Linked DNA regions of Pan troglodytes: regions 2 and 3 are each linked to region 1. A link is a contact called in public HiChIP or PLAC-seq data. All regions are on one chromosome and are shown on one strand. The core of a region is the stretch at or near the end of the contact, and the rest is flanking DNA. Distances in the headings are between cores, read along the strand shown. Region 1 holds the start of NXPH3 (neurexophilin 3). Region 2 holds the start of KAT7 (lysine acetyltransferase 7). Region 3 holds the start of SLC35B1 (solute carrier family 35 member B1).

The links. HiChIP or PLAC-seq counts read pairs in DNA pulled down with a chosen protein or histone mark.
Region 2: an H3K4me3 HiChIP or PLAC-seq map of stem cell-derived excitatory neurons shows a contact between it and region 1, with 4 times the contacts expected there. The contact joins the promoter of KAT7 here to the promoter of NXPH3 in region 1. A contact is called at or near these places in 3 of 7 Hi-C or Micro-C datasets (blood, induced pluripotent stem cells and stem cell-derived neural progenitor cells) and 1 of 1 datasets of contacts at active chromatin or transcription factors (stem cell-derived excitatory neurons).
Region 3: an H3K4me3 HiChIP or PLAC-seq map of stem cell-derived excitatory neurons shows a contact between it and region 1, with 11 times the contacts expected there. The contact joins the promoter of SLC35B1 here to the promoter of NXPH3 in region 1. A contact is called at or near these places in 5 of 7 Hi-C or Micro-C datasets (blood, induced pluripotent stem cells, a lymphoblastoid cell line and 1 more), 1 of 1 datasets of contacts at active chromatin or transcription factors (stem cell-derived excitatory neurons) and 1 of 1 other capture datasets (stem cell-derived neural stem cells).

Annotation. Positions count from the first base shown.
Region 1 is chr19:62,711,466-62,715,656 of NHGRI_mPanTro3-v2.0_pri, reverse strand. NXPH3 (neurexophilin 3) reads right to left here and starts at 1,865. Exons shown (of 2, transcript XM_016932473.4): 1 at 1,463-1,865. The coding sequence starts at 1,516.
Region 2 is chr19:62,925,084-62,929,274 of NHGRI_mPanTro3-v2.0_pri, reverse strand. It overlaps KAT7 (lysine acetyltransferase 7), which reads right to left and starts at 2,471. Exons shown (of 15, transcript XM_511869.5): 1 at 2,241-2,471. The coding sequence starts at 2,255. FAM117A (family with sequence similarity 117 member A) reads left to right here and starts at 1,910. Exons shown (of 9, transcript XM_054671117.2): 1 at 1,910-2,027.
Region 3 is chr19:62,843,597-62,847,787 of NHGRI_mPanTro3-v2.0_pri, reverse strand. SLC35B1 (solute carrier family 35 member B1) reads left to right here and starts at 1,708. Exons shown (of 9, transcript XM_001156965.7): 1 at 1,708-2,087; 2 at 2,749-2,852; 3 at 3,487-3,617; 4 at 3,931-3,961. The coding sequence starts at 1,873.

The sequences.
Region 1 (4,191 bases), core at 616-3,115:
GACACCGGGGCTCAGAGATTACAACACTACAAGGCTGAGTTCACATAGGGTCAGCCCTTCCTTTACACTCCACACTCCTGGCCTCACAGATCAGATGTGTCTTTTTGAAAGGGTTTTTATCCAGGCGCCATCCGCCTCTGGAATCTGCAGGGGCTCATCCTCCCTCTGCTGGATCAGCTGTGGTGACAACCCACACCTGGGAGATTCCTGGAGGTGCCACAGGGAGAGTGGGACAGCAGTGGGGGGCATCAGGGGGTTGACAGGGCTTCCTGAGGCGCAGCCTGGCTGTGTGTTTGCTCAGCTTTTGAAAGCAACCACTTGCCCTAGGTGTCTTTACTACCAGCACCGGGGGCATCTGGATATGGTGGTGACACTGGGGTGGGGACAGTAGGGCTCCAAGGGGCTGTGGGGTCCTCATGCCTGTGTTCTGGCCTGGGTGTTGCCGGCAGCTGTGTGCTGTGGCCGAGTCTGTCTCTGCCCCACAGTTCAGGCTGGCCCTGACTGCCAGGCCCCAGAGGTGGGGTAGAGGGACGGCTAGGACGGGAGGCTCGGGGTCTGGGTCTAGGGCTGCAGACCTGTAGGTACTTGCTCCTGGGGGTCACGGCTGAGTGGCTGGAGGGTAAAGGTGGGGCCGTGAGAAGGGAAGGGCTCTTCCCACAGTGGCATGGGGCGGTGGCAAGGGGCTTGTTGATTAAAGGGGCAGGTCCAGATGTGGGGCTGAGGCTTCACGACAGTATTGCGGGGAGGGTCAGCGGGTGCTCGGTCGGAGGGGAGTTAAGCCACGGGCTGGGTTCGGGGAGGGGATCCCCGGCGCCCTGGGTCGCCGAGAAGCCGCGGAGCCGGCGCACGGGGAGCGGGCTCTGGGCGCTCCGCTCAGCTGCCGCGAGTGCCTGGGGCGGGAGCCGCCTGCCCAAGTCCTGTGGGGCTCCGGCTGCGCGCAGCCGGGAGAGCAGAGGAAAACAACAGGCGGGGAGGGAGGGAGCGGGAGGGAAGGCGGGAGGGGAGGGACGCGGGGGCCGCCCCCCGCCTGGACCGACTCTGTGCTCTGGGGGACCCAGAACCCGGGGCTCTCTGAGTCCCAGAGGTCAGGGGAAAAGCCTGCAGGTCACCAGCTCCACGACCCGCGCCCCACTCGCCCCCCGCTTCAGCGGTCCTGAGGCTCTGGGAAGGGGTCGGGTAACCCTGGCGACCCGGCTCGAGGCCTTTTTCCGAGCGCTGGTCGCACCTCCAGCCACCCGCTGCGGAGTGGGTGGGCCAGCCAAGCACCCTCTCCCCGCCCCTATTAACCCTATCTGTCCAGTCTCCGGCCTCGGACCCGCCCTCTCCCCCAGCCTCCAGTCTTCCCCGCCATCCCCGGGATGTCGGGGGAAGGGAGAAAGTTTCAGGGCTCGCAAGCTTCCCGCGCTCTCCCCCGATCCTCCGGGCCCCCGCCCCTCTGCGCAGCTCCCCTCGGACCACTCACCAGATAGAGGCTACCCTGCACCAGGAACACGAAGCAGCAGCGAGTCAGTTGCATCTTCCTCCTCTGCTCTCGTCCCCTCGCTCTCCCCTTCTCTTTTCGGGGTCCCAGGCCTCCTTCCCCTTCCTGCTCCTTCAGGCGCGCCGTCCCATGCTCCAGTCCCCGGCGGCCCGCGGCCCTCCCCTCAGCGGGTCGCCCAGGGCCGACCCCGCCCCCTTCGGTCCAGCTGTGCAGCCGCCGCCCCCCTCCCCTGGTCCAGCTGCGCGCGGCACGGCCCCCGCTTGAGGTCCCAGATGTGCGCCCCGAGCGCCTCGAAGGGCCCCAGCTGCGCCGTGGCTCTGCTGCTCCAGATCTGCGCTCGGCGCCCCCCTCGGCTCCAGCGGCGCCGCTCTCGCCCAGATGTGCTGGGGACCTGCGCGCGCGCCCGTCCTTGGTGCTAATTCCCCAAACCAGGCTGCTCCACCCGCCCCGTCGCGGCGCGCCCCCTGGCGGACGCCCCCAGCCGCGCGGAGCCCCGGCCGCCCGCTCCCCGCGCTACGCCCCGCCAGACTAGAGCGCTCCTGGCGCCCAGGCGGCTCCCGCTTCCTCGTCCCTCCCACCGGCGGCGGCGGCGGCGGCGGCGGCAGGTACAGTGAGCCCAGCCGGTACCTCCGGAGTTAACTCCTCCCCTGCCGGCCCGCAGCCCGGGGACCTAGGACGCCGGCTCTCCAGCCAGGAGAGGACGGCACGCGGGGGCGGAGTAGCTCTTGGAGAGGAAGGGAGAGGGTGGTGTCCAGGGGATACGGACCCTACCGTTTCCACCTCTTTTGCAGGGCGCCCGTTCCCCGGGAGCGGGCAGCAAGAATCGGCTGCCCTGCCCCCAACTCAGGAGTCCTGGAATTAAGAAAGATCCTTTTTTTAAAAAACCCATTCTAAGAGCCAAAACCTGTGCTGAGGGAAGTCCTTCTGGGTGTCTAGCCTGCACTCCTTTTGTTATGATGTCTGCTCCTTCCCTCTTCTACTTTACTTGGAGGGGCTGAGATAATCCCTGGACCTTCTCGGTCCAGCCACTGTGACAGGAAGTATTTGGCTGGGCCCCTGGGCTGAAAAGGCTGTTAGGGGCCAGGCTAGATTCTGGGGCCGGGGGCAGGTCCTGAGAAGCTGGAGAGTGAGGGGAGCAAGGCCTTCCTGGAGCCTGTCCCTTCATTATTCACTACTTACCCTCTCTATGCCACAGGGGTCACCAGGCCGAGAGTGGCTCCTGTCCCAGTGGGGTCCCTGCAAACCTCCAGGGCAAGGAGGAAGAACACGACCCTGATCTGAGATTCCCAAAGATGGGGGCCCATCCTCCATCACCCCCACTCCATATCTTCAGGTCTCCCTCCTGGAATTCCAGGGTCCCTTTAGTCTGTAGAAAAATGAAAGGTCAAGTCCTGGCACCCCTTGGAGGCTATGAAGGTGAGGAGGCACCCCATCATTTGAAGTGGTCCCAGCTTGGGCTGGGCCCAAGGAGCACGGTGGGTGGGCACTCTGCTCTGTGGCCCTCCAAGGCCCAGCTCGGTCCCATGGCTGCAACCCCGGCATGCACCCAGCCTCCTCCCCCACCATCTGCCAGGCGGGTGCACGGAGAATGCAGATGAATCTTAATATCAGCCTGGGCCAAGTGCGATGAGGGAGACAGATTCTGCAAAACCCAGACAGCATCACAGAGCCCCCTGCATTTCCAGGCACCCTGGGCCATACCAAGATGCAACAGCTCTTTCTTGGTGTTGGTGGGGGGTGGGGTGGGTGGTGGCATGCATGTCTAGTCAAAGACCCCCCAAAGCCGGGGAGGCAGGAACAGGCAAATCTTTGTTTGGCCTCTAAGCCTCTGGTCCGGCTGGGAGGGAGAAGCTGTTGGCCTGAGTGTGGGCAGCTGGTTCCGGCGCTCAGCTAGGCAGGGGCGTAGCTGGGCCCACTCCTTGTCTGGTTTCCAGAAGGTCCTGTCCCTAGGAGAGCTGTGTGGCCCAGCAGAAAGAGCACAGGTTTTCAGGCCAGACAGTCCCAGATTCTGTTCCAGACCTGGCTGTGTGACCTTGGGCAGGTTACTCTGGTTCTCTGATGTCCGTTTCCTGATCTGTTCTTGCAAGAACCAAATGAGACAAAATGTGCAAACAAAGCGCAGGCACAATGGCTGGCGGGCAGTCGTAGGAGTGCAGTAAACGGAAGTTCTTGCTCCTCCACTTCCCACACATTTGCTCCGGCTGCTCCTCCTGCCAGGCTTGCCCTTACTCCCCTCTTGGTCATTTCTGGCTCTCACTTTGTTCAAGTTTCCCCTCCGCATTTATCCATCACCCACTGGCCGAGCCTGTCCGCCGTGCCAGGCGCCAGGCCAGGGGTTGAGATAGAGATGAATGGGACACCCTCCCTGCCCTCAAGGATCTCATCGGCAAGTGTGGAACAGAGACATGAAAATCGATAATTATAACTCAGTATGGTGAGTGGAATAACAGATCCTTGAACAAGGAAGGCATTATGGATGCACTGAGGAAGCTGGGGGCAGGGGCGAGAGGGTCAGAGATGGCTTCCTGGAGGAGGTGATACTGCAGTTGTGAGGAAGAGCCTGTCTGGCAAGGGCTATTCCTGGCAGAGGGCACTGAATGACTAAAGGTCTGGAGGCTGGAACTGGAAGCAGTTTGCTGTTCAGGGAGCACAGAGCGGGAGGAGGGGAGGCTGGGACCAGATGATGGAGGGTCAAGGGGTTGGGATCTTTG
Region 2 (4,191 bases), core at 1,222-3,721, 210 kb before region 1:
TCTTCCAAAAAGGCAGCTTGCACATGAAGACTCATGGGTATTCAAAAACAGTTGTTTTCAAAACCATCTTTTCAATGAGCAAGGATTTGTCAATTATTATCCTCCTGAGGAGTTCTTTCTTAGCCATAAAGATAACTTTTATCAATTAAGCACTAACACTATACCCTTTACAAAACCAGAAAGGAAAAAATATTTACTAAAAACAATACAAAGATTCACACTGTAAGTCCCAATTATTTATTCAAAACCCTGAGGGCCAGTTCTGTTTAGAATTTGTAATTGTTTTGGATTTTTAGAAGGGGAGTACTTTGCATGTATCCTGCAAATACCACCCAATAACAAAACATAATAGTATTTCTGCAGCAAAAAATATAAACAGTCACACTAAATGAGACACACAAAAACCATAAGTAGCCTCAGGACAGATTAAGACAGGTTTGCCGCCAAACAGGTTACTAAAAAAATGTACATTTTCAAGTAACTCCCGGTATTTGGGAAATTAAGAAAGAGGATTGTGGCCCTATTTCAAGGCACCAATATTATTCCTGCATTTGGTGAGCCTTTACATACATACCACCGGCCGGGCGTGGTGGCTCATGCCTGTAATCCCAGTACTTTGGGAGGCCGAGGCGGGTGGATCACCTGAGGTCAGGAGTTCGAAACCACCCTGACCAACATGGTGAAACCCCGTCTCTATTAAACATACAAAAATTAGCTGGGCGTCATGGAATCCGCCTGTAATCCCAGCTACTAGAGAGACTGAGGCAGGAGAATCGCTTGAACCCGGGAGGCGGAGGTTGCAGTGAGCCAACATCACGCCATTGCACTCCGACCTGGGCAACAAGAGCAAAACCTCGTCTCAAAAACAAACAAACAAAAAAAACACATACATACCACCCACCAGCTGAGGTCATTTTAGGAGACATTAAAAAGTGTACATTTTCAACCTGAAAAGCCGCTGTGAAGAGAAAGATTTCTATTGATATGAGCAAGAATACCACCCAGTTTTCCAAGTATCTTAAGGGTAACCTGCCAGGAAATGAGCAAGAATCACAGAAAACGGCTGAAATGAAGGGGGAATCTTAAAAGTCACCATTATAGTCTAATTACCGAGATATTTAAAGCCTTGACGTGAGACTTGTTCCTTCCTGGCTTGATCCTGGAACTCAGCTCTTCTCTGTGGCTTTTACCAATATATCTCCCATTGTACTCCAGGGCAGACTTAACTGCTCCTTCACTTCCTTCCAGCAACACTTTGTATACACCTCCAAGCTGAGAACTTACTAGATCCTTCTAAGGTTATTCATGTCTGTTTTCTCCTATCGGGCTGTGACACCCTTAAGCCAGGGATCACATCTAATTAATTTCTGAATCCACAGCAACCACCGCGCAGAAAGTAGTCAATAGACATTTGTTGAATTGAGTTAGATTTGTTCTATATTCTGGATCTGCCACTGCCTGAGTGGCTTGCGGCACTCCATGGACCTCCGTTAGTTCAGCTGTAAGAAGAAACGAGGGGGCCATTCCTGGGTGATCTTCTAAGTGCCTTCTAATTCTAGAAGTTTTTAGTTTTTACCAACTGCATTTTCTAGGCGCTGTCGAACTAGCAAATAAGGAAAGAGGCAACTGCTTGGAGGCAACTGGCCTGAGAGGGATCCCCTGGGAGTGGGCGCTGGCTTCCCACCACCCAGTCTTCTGCTTTGTTGTGCCCCCCACCTGGAAGGTAACGAGGCCTCCAAAACCCCGCCTCTGCACCTATCAGCGTCCCCGCTCGGAAAGGCGGGGATTCGGGCCACCCAATCGAGGTCCGCCTAAGCCGCGCCCCCACAGGACAGACTGCCAACCTCGACCAATCAGGAGAGGAGGGATCGTTCTCTCCAGCCAGTGGGAGAGCGCTGGGGCCGGGGCCAGACACCGCCCCCGCACGCGGGGAGGTGACCGTTGAGCCCAAACAGGCGGCGTCACCAGCCAATCAATATGCTTCCAGACGTTTCAGCGACCAATTAATAAGAACGCCTCCGATCCAGGCAAGCAGAGGGCGGGAATAGTTGCAAGCATAGGCCGAGGCCAGGGTCGGGCCCACATTTTTCTGTTGGGTATGGACAGAAGAGAGGGTGGCTGAACAAGGTTCGGGGGAGCGGAAAGTTGGGACCCAAGCACTGTGAGGCGTGGCCAACTGCGTCACGGTGCTCAATCGACTGTCCTTAGAAACCCGCCATCCCTCCTCTCCCGTTTCTCACCTTCCTTCGCGGCATTGCCGGCGGCTGCGGCCCGACGGTTCCGATTCGGGCAGCGGCAGCAGCAGCAGGAACGGTGGCTCCGGCGGGCTCCGTGGCGGCCTCTGTATCAGTCCCAATCCTGCGGACGATCCCTAGTGCCTCCTGCCTCTCAGCGTCTGGAGCGTTCTGCGCAGGCGCCGCGGGCTGAAGCGCTTTTTCCTTCACTTCCGGCTGGGTCTCGCGTCACCTGACGTTACGGGCCAGAGAGGGTGCTGGGAAGTTCGATCCTTTTGGTGAAGCTAGTGGGCGCCATTTTGAAGTTGGGCAGAAAGTGACTCCAGTGGTGGAACCCGGAGCCAACCATTTTTAGTTACGTGAGTGGCTCTGTTTGTGGGCGTGGGTAGCCATTGTTGTTTGGGGCAGAAGCCTGACAGTTGATGTAAACGGTTCTCATCTTTACCTTGGGCAAAATTTCCCTTCCCGGTCGTTTTAATTTCTAGAGTCGAGGAAGGAAACCCCCCAGAATCCATCAGGTTGCTGAGATTAGATTTAACCCCTTCGTAGCCTGATTGTTTAAAGGACGTTTCCGTTTATTATATAAACTCAAAGTTGCGGAGGGATGTTTTGTAAAAGAAACTTTGTATTTTAAGAAACATCGTGGTCTCGAAGGGGTGGGAATGGGTAATTGAAAAAGGAACTAACGGATAGCGTCCGCCATCAAGTTTCCTGTCTGGTAGAGGAGACATTGTCCTTGCCCTTAGCTAACAGCAAGTGAGTTAGTTGATGTCGCGGGGAGGAGGCAAAACCATTCTCCAGAAGCTGCAGGTCAAAGAATTCCCAATTTAGCTCTGTGGCGAGCGCCCACTTCCTTCCCGCACTATGTTTGGGTTTGAGACCACTGGGGGCCCTGGGGTGAAAAATGTGATTTGAAAGTGGGGAATGCAGTACCAGAGTCAGAAAAGCTTTGAACCCCATTTAGCTCAAATGACCTCTGGCATCCAGATGCTTGAGCAGAGAGTTACGAGGCGGAGGAAGAGGAAGGAATGTTTTTAGTGAAGTCGAAGCCCCCAAAAGAATGGACATTTAAATAATAATGAGAGGGCCTAGGAAGGAGAAGTTGGTCACAGATACTAGGCTGAAAGAAGAGCCTTAAGAAAAGGCTGGAAAGTGGAGAGCAGGCGTTGAGGATTTAACCTCTCCGGAGGAAAGGCCTTGAGAGGACCAAGTCTTGACCAATTGCGACTGGGTGGAACCCGGGCACGCTCAGTCATTAAGTTAGGATCCCGAACCCCAATTTCAAACTGAGGCCCCGTTAAGATGGAGATTTCCCCCAGGAGCAGGGCTAAAGAACAAAGAAGCAGAAGGTAAACATCTGATTGATGTGCTAAGTAAAGAACTCTAAAGAGTTAAAGTTCCAGACCTTTAGCCAGCACTCTCCTTGGGGATGTCCTGGGCCAGTGTTGACACAGGCAGCTTTTAGTATTTAATACTTAGCTTTTAGTGCTTAGTATAAATACCTTTGATAACCTACTTAGGTTGAACTGCACGTAAGAACTTATTTGAAAATGGTTCACATTACTTCTCACCACTTAAGCATTTAATTTCATGTAGCCCCTCACCACTTAAGCATTTAATTTCATACATTACTCTGTTATTTTGCACTCACGGATATGTTCCTGAGGTTACATTTGAATGTTCTGGCTCCCCAACTGGTGGTAAGGATCTCTTGCATTAAGAGCATATCTCAGTTATTTCATACCATCCTTCTTTTTTTCTGTCTCTTCTTTTTTTTTTCTTTCAAGACAGAGTCTTGCTGTGTTGCCCAGGCTGGAGTGCAATGGCTGGATGTCAGTTCACTGCAAGCTCCACCTCGTGGGCTCAAGGGATTCTCTTGCCTCAGCCTCCCGAGTAGCTGGGACTGCAGGCGTGTGCCACCACACCTGGCTAATTTTTGTATTTTTTGTAGAGACAG
Region 3 (4,191 bases), core at 459-2,958, 130 kb before region 1:
GTAAGAGCTCTTAGGCTTTTGGGGAAAATGGGAATAACCATCTCAATATTTCAATGATGCTTTGGAATTTCCGAAGCATTTTCACAAAAGACACATCCCCATTGTATGGGTGAACAGTTGACTACCCCAAGGGCAGTCATAATAAGTACAATTGTATCTGCCTCATAAGACCTGACAACAAACTCCTAAACCAGGCTATCCCAACCACCATTCATTGGGCTGGTAAGAACCAGCTACCATGTTAAGTGCTTTACATAAAGTGTTATTGAAATATGACAACCACCCAGTAAGAGAAATATGGTAAGTCCCACTGTATAATCAGGGAAGGACAAATAGATTGAATAACTTTCCCCAAAAGACACAGATATGAAGTGGGAGAGCTAGGATTGGAAACCTGATCATTTGAATCCAGTGCCCATGTTTCTAACCACAGCGCTCTCCTGCTTGTTATTATATTCCCATTAATTTCACGTGAGGAAACTCGACTCAGGACAAGCGAATTGTTTGAGGTCCCAGCTGGTAAAGAAGTAGAGCTGGCAGGTCTCTCTTCCCAGCTATTTGGTGCCCTGGCATCGCGGGCTGAGCCAGTAGAGTAAGCTACTGAGCAACAGAGCAAATGTATGGGGCTTTCCCATGCCACTAATATCGAGGAGACAGTGGGCTGGGGACACCCTATCTTCTATCCCTTACCCCTCCCTCTAAAAGACTTCTGGCTCCCCCGCAAAGCCTTAGTGAGTCAGGCCCGGAGCGATGGGTGTGGTGCTGCCCAGTATTTCCTTCCTTTGCCTGAGGCTGTGCCAAAAGAGCAGGCTGCTAGAAGAGAAGGAGCCTCGACCTAGAGAGCAGCCCAGAGTCCACCAGGTGGCCGGAGATTTGGGCCAATTAAGTAGGGGGTTGGAGGTAGTAGTAGGAAGACCTGAGGTCAGTCTTGCCCTGGCAATTCGTGCCAGCAAGTGAAGACCCAACACTTGCATGAGGAAGGGATCCAACGAGGAGCTCATTAATGGGAAATATTCAGGAGCGCGGCCGAAGGGTTTGCGCCATTGTTGGTGAGTTGTTAGGACTTGGAAGAAAACTGACTTCAGTAAGCCTCCATTTCCACCCCTCGATGTGAGGAAATAAGATCAGGGCTGAGAAACAGTGATGACTAATAATACCTTAAGCTTGCACAGCATACTTTACAGTTTACAAAACACTCTTATTTGATCCTCACAACAGCCAAGAGGCGACAAGGTGGCTATTACTAATTATCCCTAGTTTCCAGACCTGGAAAACTCCGGCTCAGAACTTGGGTGACACGGGTAGGTTACCCCGCCTTTAAGTGACCAAGCCGAGACTTACTGTGCCGCTCTCCCCCTTGGAAGCCTAGTGATGTGCCTAGGTAATGAGCAGGTAAAGTCGCTGACGCTGGGCAGCAGCTAGACGGCGCTGAGGCTCCAGTAAGGGATTTGGCATTAGGACCCAGCAGAAGCCTGGCCGCCCGCCGCGGAAAAGACTATTGGATTTGCTCTGCCGGCCACACCTCCTCCTGCCCCGCCTACCTGTCCGTCTTCGCACAGCGCAGCCAATTGGTGGCCTCCACATCCTTATACGTCATTATTCTACGCCCAGGTGGCTCTAGGACACCCTGTGGTGCTCTGGGTCGCAGTTGTCCTCAGAGTTGCCTGATTGGAAAAATCTCCAGGGCGAGGGATCAGTCTCGAGGCTGCCGGTTCCCCTGGCCCTCAGGGATGGAGCCAAGGTCCCAGGGCGGGTTTTCTTTCCTAGGAAGTGGTTGCTGGGTTCTGAGGAGTTTCCCCCTTGGCAGCCCTGAGCCGGCAGTTCTGGTAGTGACTGCTGGGCCCTGCTGGACAGCGGTCGCATGCAGCTCCTATGAGGCCCCTGCCGCCGGTCGGCGATGTCCGGCTGGAGCTGTCGCCTCCGCCGCCGCTGCTGCCGGTGCCGGTTGTGAGCGGGTCTCCAGTCGGCTCCTCTGGGCGTCTCATGGCCTCTAGCAGCTCCCTGGTGCCCGACCGGCTGCGCCTGCCGCTCTGCTTCCTGGGTGTCTTTGTCTGCTATTTTTACTATGGGATCCTGCAGGAAAAGATGTGAGCGACCCCGGGGGCGGGCCGACATTCTCTCCCCAGCCTGTGACAGGGATCCCGGGCCTTCTGCCTCTGGACCCGGGCTTTCCTCTTGTCCTCCTGCCCGGCTGTCGCCCTCTTAGCACCCCACTACTTTTGCAGCTATGGCTGAGCCAACCCAGAATTCCAGAACTCCAGGATTATTTTCTGGATTCTTCGGACTTGGTTATTTTCTTTTCTTAGCTGTTTTTCCCCGCTTGGTTCTAAGGGCCTGCGTTTTACAGGCTGAGACTTCTATCCCTCAAACAGGACCCGAGTCGGCCCCCTTTTGGTACTCCCAGATGCTTGCAAACAACCTATTCGTCCTCGGCCTTGGTGCCATAGCCGAAATACCGTCTCCTCCTGCCTGGGGTACCTGATTTCACTATCTCGTTCTGCATGTTTCCTCTCCGTCTTTTTCGGGTATTCTTTTCTTAGGCTTTGGAATCAGTAGGCTGGGATGTCTAGTTTCTAGATCCAGTAAAATCAGCCCCTTTTGCAAATGAGCCTAGTGGTCCTTAACAAACTCTGCCTACATCCAGAGAGGCAAGATAATTTTAAAGTTTTCAGTGGCTCGGGATATATTAGATGACAGTGAGTGAAATACACTAATTTCTCCCTCTTTTCTCATGCATTTCATTTCTAGAACAAGAGGAAAGTATGGGGAAGGAGCCAAGCAGGAGACGTTCACCTTTGCCTTAACTTTGGTCTTCATTCAATGTGTGATTAATGCTGTGTTTGCCAAGATCTGTGAGTACCTAGATAGTAATTTGTTGGGTACCCCACCACCCCAAGTTCCCTCAGTATGCTGGGCATTAAGCATTGATTCAACCTTAAAGGCTAACTCATGATCTCCACCCCATTTTGTACTTACACAGCCTCTCTGTGAAGTCTGTAAAACTAATGACTTTGAAGTGGAGTAAAATATTATTTCCCCAATTTTTATCAGCTTCTGAGTTAGAAATGTTCAGAGAATGGGTCTTCTATATTCCAAATCCCCATTGAAAATACTTAAAACATTTTTTTCTTTCCCTTTGAGTTTCTTTTGTGTGTCAGCTTCAAGCATGCTTTGAGCATTCTCTCTTTGTTCCCTAGGGACTAGCAGCAGGGCTGACTGGTCCCTTGAACTGAATGAGGCCCCCACCTCCACCCTGCATGTGGTCTTTTGTTGGGCTTAGGTAGAATTGGAAAGATGAATAATTTTCAGAGATTTCCCAGTGTAACAGGACAGAAATAGCTTGTGTCTTATTTGACAGACAAGTTCCTTTCATGTGGCTTCAGCTTTGCTTAGTGGTCCATCCTAGCCCCACCAGGTTTCTCTTGTTTTTTTTTTTTTTCTTTTCTTTTCTTTTCTTTTTTTTTTTTTTTTTTTGTCTTCTCCCAGTGATCCAGTTTTTTGACACTGCCAGGGTGGATCGTACCCGGAGCTGGCTCTATGCTGCCTGTTCTATCTCCTATCTGGGTGCCATGGTCTCCAGCAATTCAGCACTACAGTTTGTCAACTACCCAACTCAGGTGAAACCTCAGGGTGGGATGACGGTTGGCTCAGATATCATTTGAAAAGGACTAAGAGTTCTTCCCTCAGGTCTGTGAGTTAAAAAAAAAAAAAAAAAAAAAAAAAAGATAACGGTCCTGTAAGACATTAGGAGTGTATAGAACCATAGAACTTAGGTTTAGTGGTGGTGGGTTGGGCCATGATAGGGCTGCTTTCTGAGGCTGAGGTCTCTGGTGCAGGCCCTGTGCTTACTCATCTTAATCAGTGCGGTACCTAGCATAGTACCTGACACATCACAGATGCTCAGAAATTATTTGCTGGATTTAATTTCAGGTCCTTGGTAAATCCTGCAAGCCAATCCCAGGTAAGCAAAGAAGATGGTCTTCCTCTTCTGTCGTCACTCTTCTATAGTAAGCTCTCTCTCTGCTACAACTGTGTCCCTCTCGGCTTCATCATCCCATCATGGCTGTCTCCAGGGAGTTTCCCCCAGCTCTCCCTGCTGCCCATCCTGTCATCTGTGTCACTTCTTGTGATGTTCATAGGCTGGTAATCCTTAATAGGAGCTAAAGGCTGACCTAGCCTGCTTCACTTGGT